2 separate regions of the Podarcis muralis genome follow, and region 2 is linked to region 1. The links are chromatin contacts, called in public Hi-C maps. All regions are on one chromosome and are shown on one strand. The core of a region is the stretch at or near the end of the contact, and the rest is flanking DNA. Distances in the headings are between cores, read along the strand shown. Region 1 holds the start of RNLS (renalase, FAD dependent amine oxidase). Region 2 holds the start of PTEN (phosphatase and tensin homolog).

Region 1 (2,860 bases), core at 251-2,750:
TTAGCAGTGTCACTTTCCTTCTTAAAAGTCACTTTACCAAATTCCCTTTAATCTTCCATTCATTGGTGCTCAGCGGTAGATTGCAATGTAATCAATAACCACGGGTTGCTGAAACAGTATTGGCAGGTCTCACCCTTGACATATGAACCCCCCCACTCCCCCAAAGAGAAACCCAGCCCGTTGTCATTCATTTCCCCCGCTCACCCTTGATGCTTTTTGGCATATTCGGGCATCCGAGTGACGTACTGGGCTCCTAGATCTGCCGTGCATTTCGGATCCTGAGTGCTGCGGCTTGTAGCCATTCTTCCCCCTTAAAAATCACGTGCGTGGAGACAAGAAGTTTTTTAAAGCACAGCCGCGCGTATCCAATCAGCTTCCTCCGTGGGGCAAAATAAGCCAGTGGCGCCTAGTAACTGGGAAGCGGCAGGGGTATGGTCAAGTCATTCCGAGCAGGGGGCGATGGTTTGTTGCCTAGCGCTTAATTAAGAGCTCAATCCCAGATAAGTGCATCTATAGGATTGCTGCCTAAAGCTGTCTGCTTAGGAATCCGGTTCCAAGTTATAAAGACCCAACAACCCCAGCTTCGTCCGGAATGGGATTTTTCATCGTGTATATCGGGGGAGAACAGACTTCAGGGTTCTTGTGTTTTCCCTCCACCCCAAATCCACTAGCTGCAGCTAGGTGCAAAGGACACGCATTCATTGAATGATTGATTGACTGACAGACTCTACAAACCTATACATATACCTAAGCGATGTAGAGGGTTGAAGCACAACAACAGCTCTTCCACACAAAAATCGAGTCCGGCTAACTCGAGTTTTCTGCGGTCTAATTTGGAAAGCGCTTGCGTCATTTTATTAAAACAACGGTGAGTAAGAAATCCTTGACGCTCCCTTGGCAAATCAGCCGCAGATCTATTAGCAGATCCCGATCTACCTTTATCCAAGCTTGAGCATAATGCACTCTGCCTCGGAAATAAGCCCTGCATGGGAGGACGTATTCTGAAGGCGTGCGCTATGCTTAACGCATTTACCGCCGGGACTCGCTCAACTTTTTTTTTTAGTTTAGGACGGCGCGGCAGGACGGCCACAGACGCTGTGCAAAATTACCTGCGAGTCCCAAGGAACACGGCGGGACTTGCCTCTGAGTCAACGTGCAAAGAATTAGGGCGGACACTTTGCAGCGTGCTCATGTAGAGAAGCGGAACTTGGGCGCGTTTATTCTCCTGCCAGCCTTCCCAGATCCCGCAGCCTGCCTGCCCGGTTTATTTTTATTTTTAAATTCTTTTACCCGACAGGATCTACTACGGCCGAAGACGAGAGAGACCCACCTGCGCCGCGCGCCTTGTCCCACAGCACGATGCGCAGGAGGCGCTGCGGCAGCTCCCTGCGCAAAAGCGCAGCGCACAGGCTGCCCGTCAGCCCCGCGCCCACAATCAGAACCCGCGCCATGGCAGGACCGGCCGGCGGATGGGGGTGGGATCCTCTCCCTCTTCCTGGGTTGCTTGTGCAACCGGGAGGCGGAGCCGACTCGCTGCGGGCCGCCGGCAGAGGGAGATCGCGCCGCTTCCTCGAGAAGGCAGCCGCTGCTTGGTAGCTTGTTCCCCGGTCCTGGTGCCACTGCGAGCGCGGAGGTTCCTCAGAGGCGGCCTTCTCGGTGGAGGAGGCAGGAAAAGGACCTTAATTTCTCCAAGTTGGGAAGCGTGCATAGGAACCCTGTTTTGTGCAAAAACACCCCCCGCTCCCTGTTCAGTTGGATTGCGCACCAGAACCAAATTACATACTTAATTACCGACGCAGGGCCTGCCCAAGACATTTTGGCACCTGGGGTAAACCACAAAAGAGTGCCCCACTCCCCACAGGGGAAGAAGGCGGGGAGTGAAGATCTAAATCAGGAACAAGCAGGGGAATGAAAATATACAATAGGATCTGTTGCTGCTGTGCATCCTGCCGCCTGAGGTCACCTTGCCTCCCCTTGCCTCATGGGTGGGGGTCCTGGGCAGCCTTGTCCTGACTGGAAAGGAAACGAAGAAATATAATGAAAGATGCATGCGATTTTTTAAAAAAAGAATATATATATAAATTACAGAAGCATCTTCATATGTAATAGTGACACATCTCAATATTAAGAATATTTCACAATACTCAAAACAAAAAAAAATTCCTTCCAGTAGCACCTTAAAGACCAACTAAGTTAGTTCTTGGTATGAGCTTTCGTGTGCATGCACACTTCTTCAGATATCTTTTTTTTTGTTTTTGTTTTGTTTTGACTATGGCAGACCAACACGGCTACCTATCTATTTTGACTATTTTTTTTGTTTTGACTATGGCAGACCAACACGGCTACCTATCTGTAACTCACAATACTCAGTGTAACATACATTAAAACGTTCCAAGAAAAGTTCACAGCTCAGTTGCATTAAGCATGTTTCTTGCTTTGAGATGAGCAAACCATAGTTTGCAGCAGTGTCTCAAATGTACACAGGTCAGCTCAGCCACAGCTTACGTTTTCAAATCGGGTGGAAGCTGGTTTGAGAGAAAGTGCATCGAAACAGTAGCATTTCTCAAGAAAGTAACAGAATGCATATGGATTGTGGCCAGTGTTAGGTGTACTTAGCTTGACATACCAGTGGTGGGAGTGCCGTGGATCTGGAGTACATTTCAATGTGCGTACAGCCTAGTTTTCGTCATAGGGTGAAGACAGGGCCAGTGCTATAATTAGGTCAGCTAGACAGTTGCCTGGGGCAGAGACCTCAGAGAGGCGCAGCTTTATACAGATTAGTTTTTGTTATAGCTGATAAATTTCTGAAAATATTTTCCTTTTATTTTATATTTTGGACAATTTTATCATTTTTGAAGTA
Region 2 (3,107 bases), core at 564-3,063, 230 kb before region 1:
CGACTGGGCCGGTGGCCCTGGGAATTTTGAGGAGCAGGACAGCGGCGGGGTGAGGGCGGGCGTTGTGGGCGCTCATTGCAACTGCGGTTTCCTCTTCCAAGGCAATAGGTGGCGCAGCAGCCCTGGCGACCGCTGCATCCGTTTCTTGCCATGCTTCGTTGTTAAAGACCAAGCTCAGACGGAAGCCATGGAGCGAAGGGTGGCTGCTGATAGTTCGCGCTGCATTGCAGCCACCTGGGGGCCACCGCGTTCAGGGCTGCTCTTGGCACTTCCCTGTATTCGCCCCGCTGCTTTTGATCACTACTTGCTCTTGCACGATCGCCCCGACTCGCCTGGCCTGTCTCCTCTTTTCCTGCAGCCACTTGTGACTTTGCTGTCAGTTTTTTGAGCGCCGAGTGACATCAGCAACTAGGCACGCAAAGCCACGAAAGGCAACCCTTCCCTGTTAAAAGTTTACAGGTGTCTACAGGACTGAGAAAGAACACTTTTATTTTTTAAAGATCCAGCACCACGCAGGAGGCTAAGAGCCACATTGTAAGGATCCAACGCTCACATAACGAGCCCCGGCTGAAAGGACGACGCAGCCACCCATTTCGCCCACCGCTTTCTATCGAATAATGCTGCTGAAGGAACCAGATTTCCAAGGCCCAATCTGTTAATTTTACCAACATTAAAGCACACACACGCACGTATCTGCAGACGTTATCAGGCGATAACCGTTGCAAACTTGCACCTGCCGATTTCTACAAAAACCAAACTGCTGCAAAAAGCGCAAGAGCAGGCGAGGTCAGGCTACCCCCCCCCCCCCGTCACTGGCTACCATATTTGCAAACGGCCCGGACTTCAGCGACAAGATTTGCAACGGCCAACGCCTAATATCTCCAGTCCCTGTTACTAAAGTACAAAAAACCTGACCACTTAAGTGGGGGGGGGGGGAGCCCCGTCGCTGCACAGGAGCGCGGTCGAAGCTGGCAGCAGCGGTGGTTAGGAAGATAGGGAAGCGGGAAGTCCCCCCGCTCCTAGCGCTCGTCACGTGACTCCGCAGGGAATTAGCCCGTCATTGAAATGAGGCAATAGTCTATTGTATCCTTCCGCCACTCAGTACGTGTGTGTGTGTGCGCGCGCGCTCTCCCTGTTCCTCCCCCCCCCCCCTTTTGATCGGTTATGTCTCGGCCAGACCCTTCCGTGTGAGAAGAGCCAAGCCTCCTCTCGTTAGGCGCTATAAGGAACCCGGACGGCGGCGGCGGTAGGGGGAGGGGGTTGCTACTTGGCCAGAGCGCGCAGCGAGCCTGCTGGAGCCGAGGAGGCGGTGATGTGGCGGTGGAGAACTAATTTTTTCGTACGCGGCGGCAGCAACGGCGGAAGGACCTAAGCGAGGAGTGGTGCCGTAGCTCCGATTCTCTCTTTCTCTCTCTCTCTCTCTGAGTCTCCCCCCCCACCCGCTTCTTTCTCCCTCTCTCGCTGCCGTTCCCTCTTCTCCCTTCCCCCCTCCCTGCTTCCCTTCCCTCATTCTCCTCCTCCTCCTCCACCCCCCTCCTCTCGGAAACTGCAGCCATGATGGCAGTTTGAAGCTCAGGCGGTTGGCGCTGGGGCTCGGGAGCCACAGCCCAACGGCCGGGGAACGGTCGGACGAACTGACGGCAGTGACGCTCGTGGAAGCCGGGCGCGCGGCGGAGACGGCAGCAGCAGCAGCGGCGACGACGACGACGCGGGAGCGGCGGTGTGAGGGAGGGGGGGTGGCGCTCGCTCGCTCGCGGTGACAGAGATCTGGCGCTGAGGCGACGAGGGAGCGCGCTCGCCCCGATGGACTGAGGGAGAAGGAACTATAACGTCGGCGGCAGCAGAGAAAAGGAAAATGACACGGGGCAGCCTCCAGCCCCGCGCGCCCCTCAGGACCTGAGCTTGCTCTTTCCCTCTCCGCTTCCCTCCCTCCCTCCCTCCAGGCCCAGCTGCCTCCCCCTCCCTTTCCTTCCCCCCTTTCCCCGCCTGCTGCCCTCCCCCCCCCAACCACCGGAGGTGCGAGCCAAAGGAGCACCGAAACTTTCAAGCCGGCCGCCTTCAGTGGAAAAGCCTCAGCCTGCTCGCCTGCCCGCCCGCCCGGCCCCGGTTCACGCGGGGTGCGGTGCTCGGCGGGGGGCGCGGAGAGAAGGAAGCCAGCCGGGGGCCCAGAGCCCCTCCGCGGCCGCGGAGCTGCTGTCACCGTTTGTGCTGGAGCGCCGCCGTTCGAGCGAGAGGGAAAGGGAGCGCGGCGGCGGCGGCGGCGGTTCCTCTTTCTCGCCAGGCAGCAGCAGCGCTAAGGAGACTCGGGGCCCCATTTCTCCCCCGCCGCCGCCGCGCTCAAGGTATAGCCTGCCTGAGCTGAGGGGAGCCGCGCCAGTGGCGGGAGCTGCAGCAGCGGCAGGAGGACTTTCCTTGCAGCAGCAGCAGCCGCCGCCGCCTTCTGGCCAGGGCCCTTGTGCTGCTGCGGGGCCTTCGCCTGAATTGCCGCCGCAACCAGCAGCAGCGGGCCCTGTCCGCGGTGCCGCCGTCCTCGCAGCGCCCGAAGAAGGAGCAGCAGCAGCAGCAGCAGCATCGCTTTCCAGCCGCCGCCGCGGCCGCCCTCTTCATCACCGGCGGCGGGGAGAGGTGGGGGAACAGCCTCCTCCGCCGAGGCTCCGAGCCATCTGCGCCCTGCAGCCGCCGCCGTGCCTATCCGCGCTGTTCCTGAGCGGCTCCCGGCTCCCAGACATGACCGCCATCATCAAAGAGATCGTCAGCAGGAACAAAAGGCGATACCAGGAGGATGGCTTCGATTTAGACCTGACCTGTATCCCAAATTTTGTGCAGGCCTGGCCTGGCTGGGCCGGGGACGCTTTTCATTTTTTCTTCTTCCTTAGGGGAGGTGGAACCCATATGTCTTAAATTCCCCCCACCCTCCCTGTACTCCCCACCCCCACCCTCAGTCAAAGGGAGACCTGTGTCCCCCTGTCCCTCATCGCTTTCTCTCTCCCCCTTAGGCAATTCTTCCCAAAAAGCTGCTGTGATTCCCCCCTGCCTCGGCTCCCCTCCCCCCTCGCTGATTTGCAGCAGCTAGAATCTGGCAGGCTCAGGCCTAGGCCTGGCACTAA

The links. A called contact is a pair of places that touch in the nucleus more often than the background predicts.
Region 2: a Hi-C map of tail shows a contact between it and region 1, with 3 times the contacts expected there. The contact joins the promoter of PTEN here to the promoter of RNLS in region 1. A contact is called at or near these places in 2 of 3 Hi-C or Micro-C datasets (blood and tail).

Annotation. Positions count from the first base shown.
Region 1 is chr6:65,227,534-65,230,393 of rPodMur119.hap1.1, reverse strand. RNLS (renalase, FAD dependent amine oxidase) reads right to left here and starts at 1,500. Exons shown (of 7, transcript XM_028729682.2): 1 at 1,331-1,500; 2 at 205-310. The coding sequence starts at 1,451.
Region 2 is chr6:65,462,268-65,465,374 of rPodMur119.hap1.1, reverse strand. It overlaps PTEN (phosphatase and tensin homolog), which reads left to right and starts at 1,813. Exons shown (of 9, transcript XM_028729680.2): 1 at 1,813-2,806. The coding sequence starts at 2,728.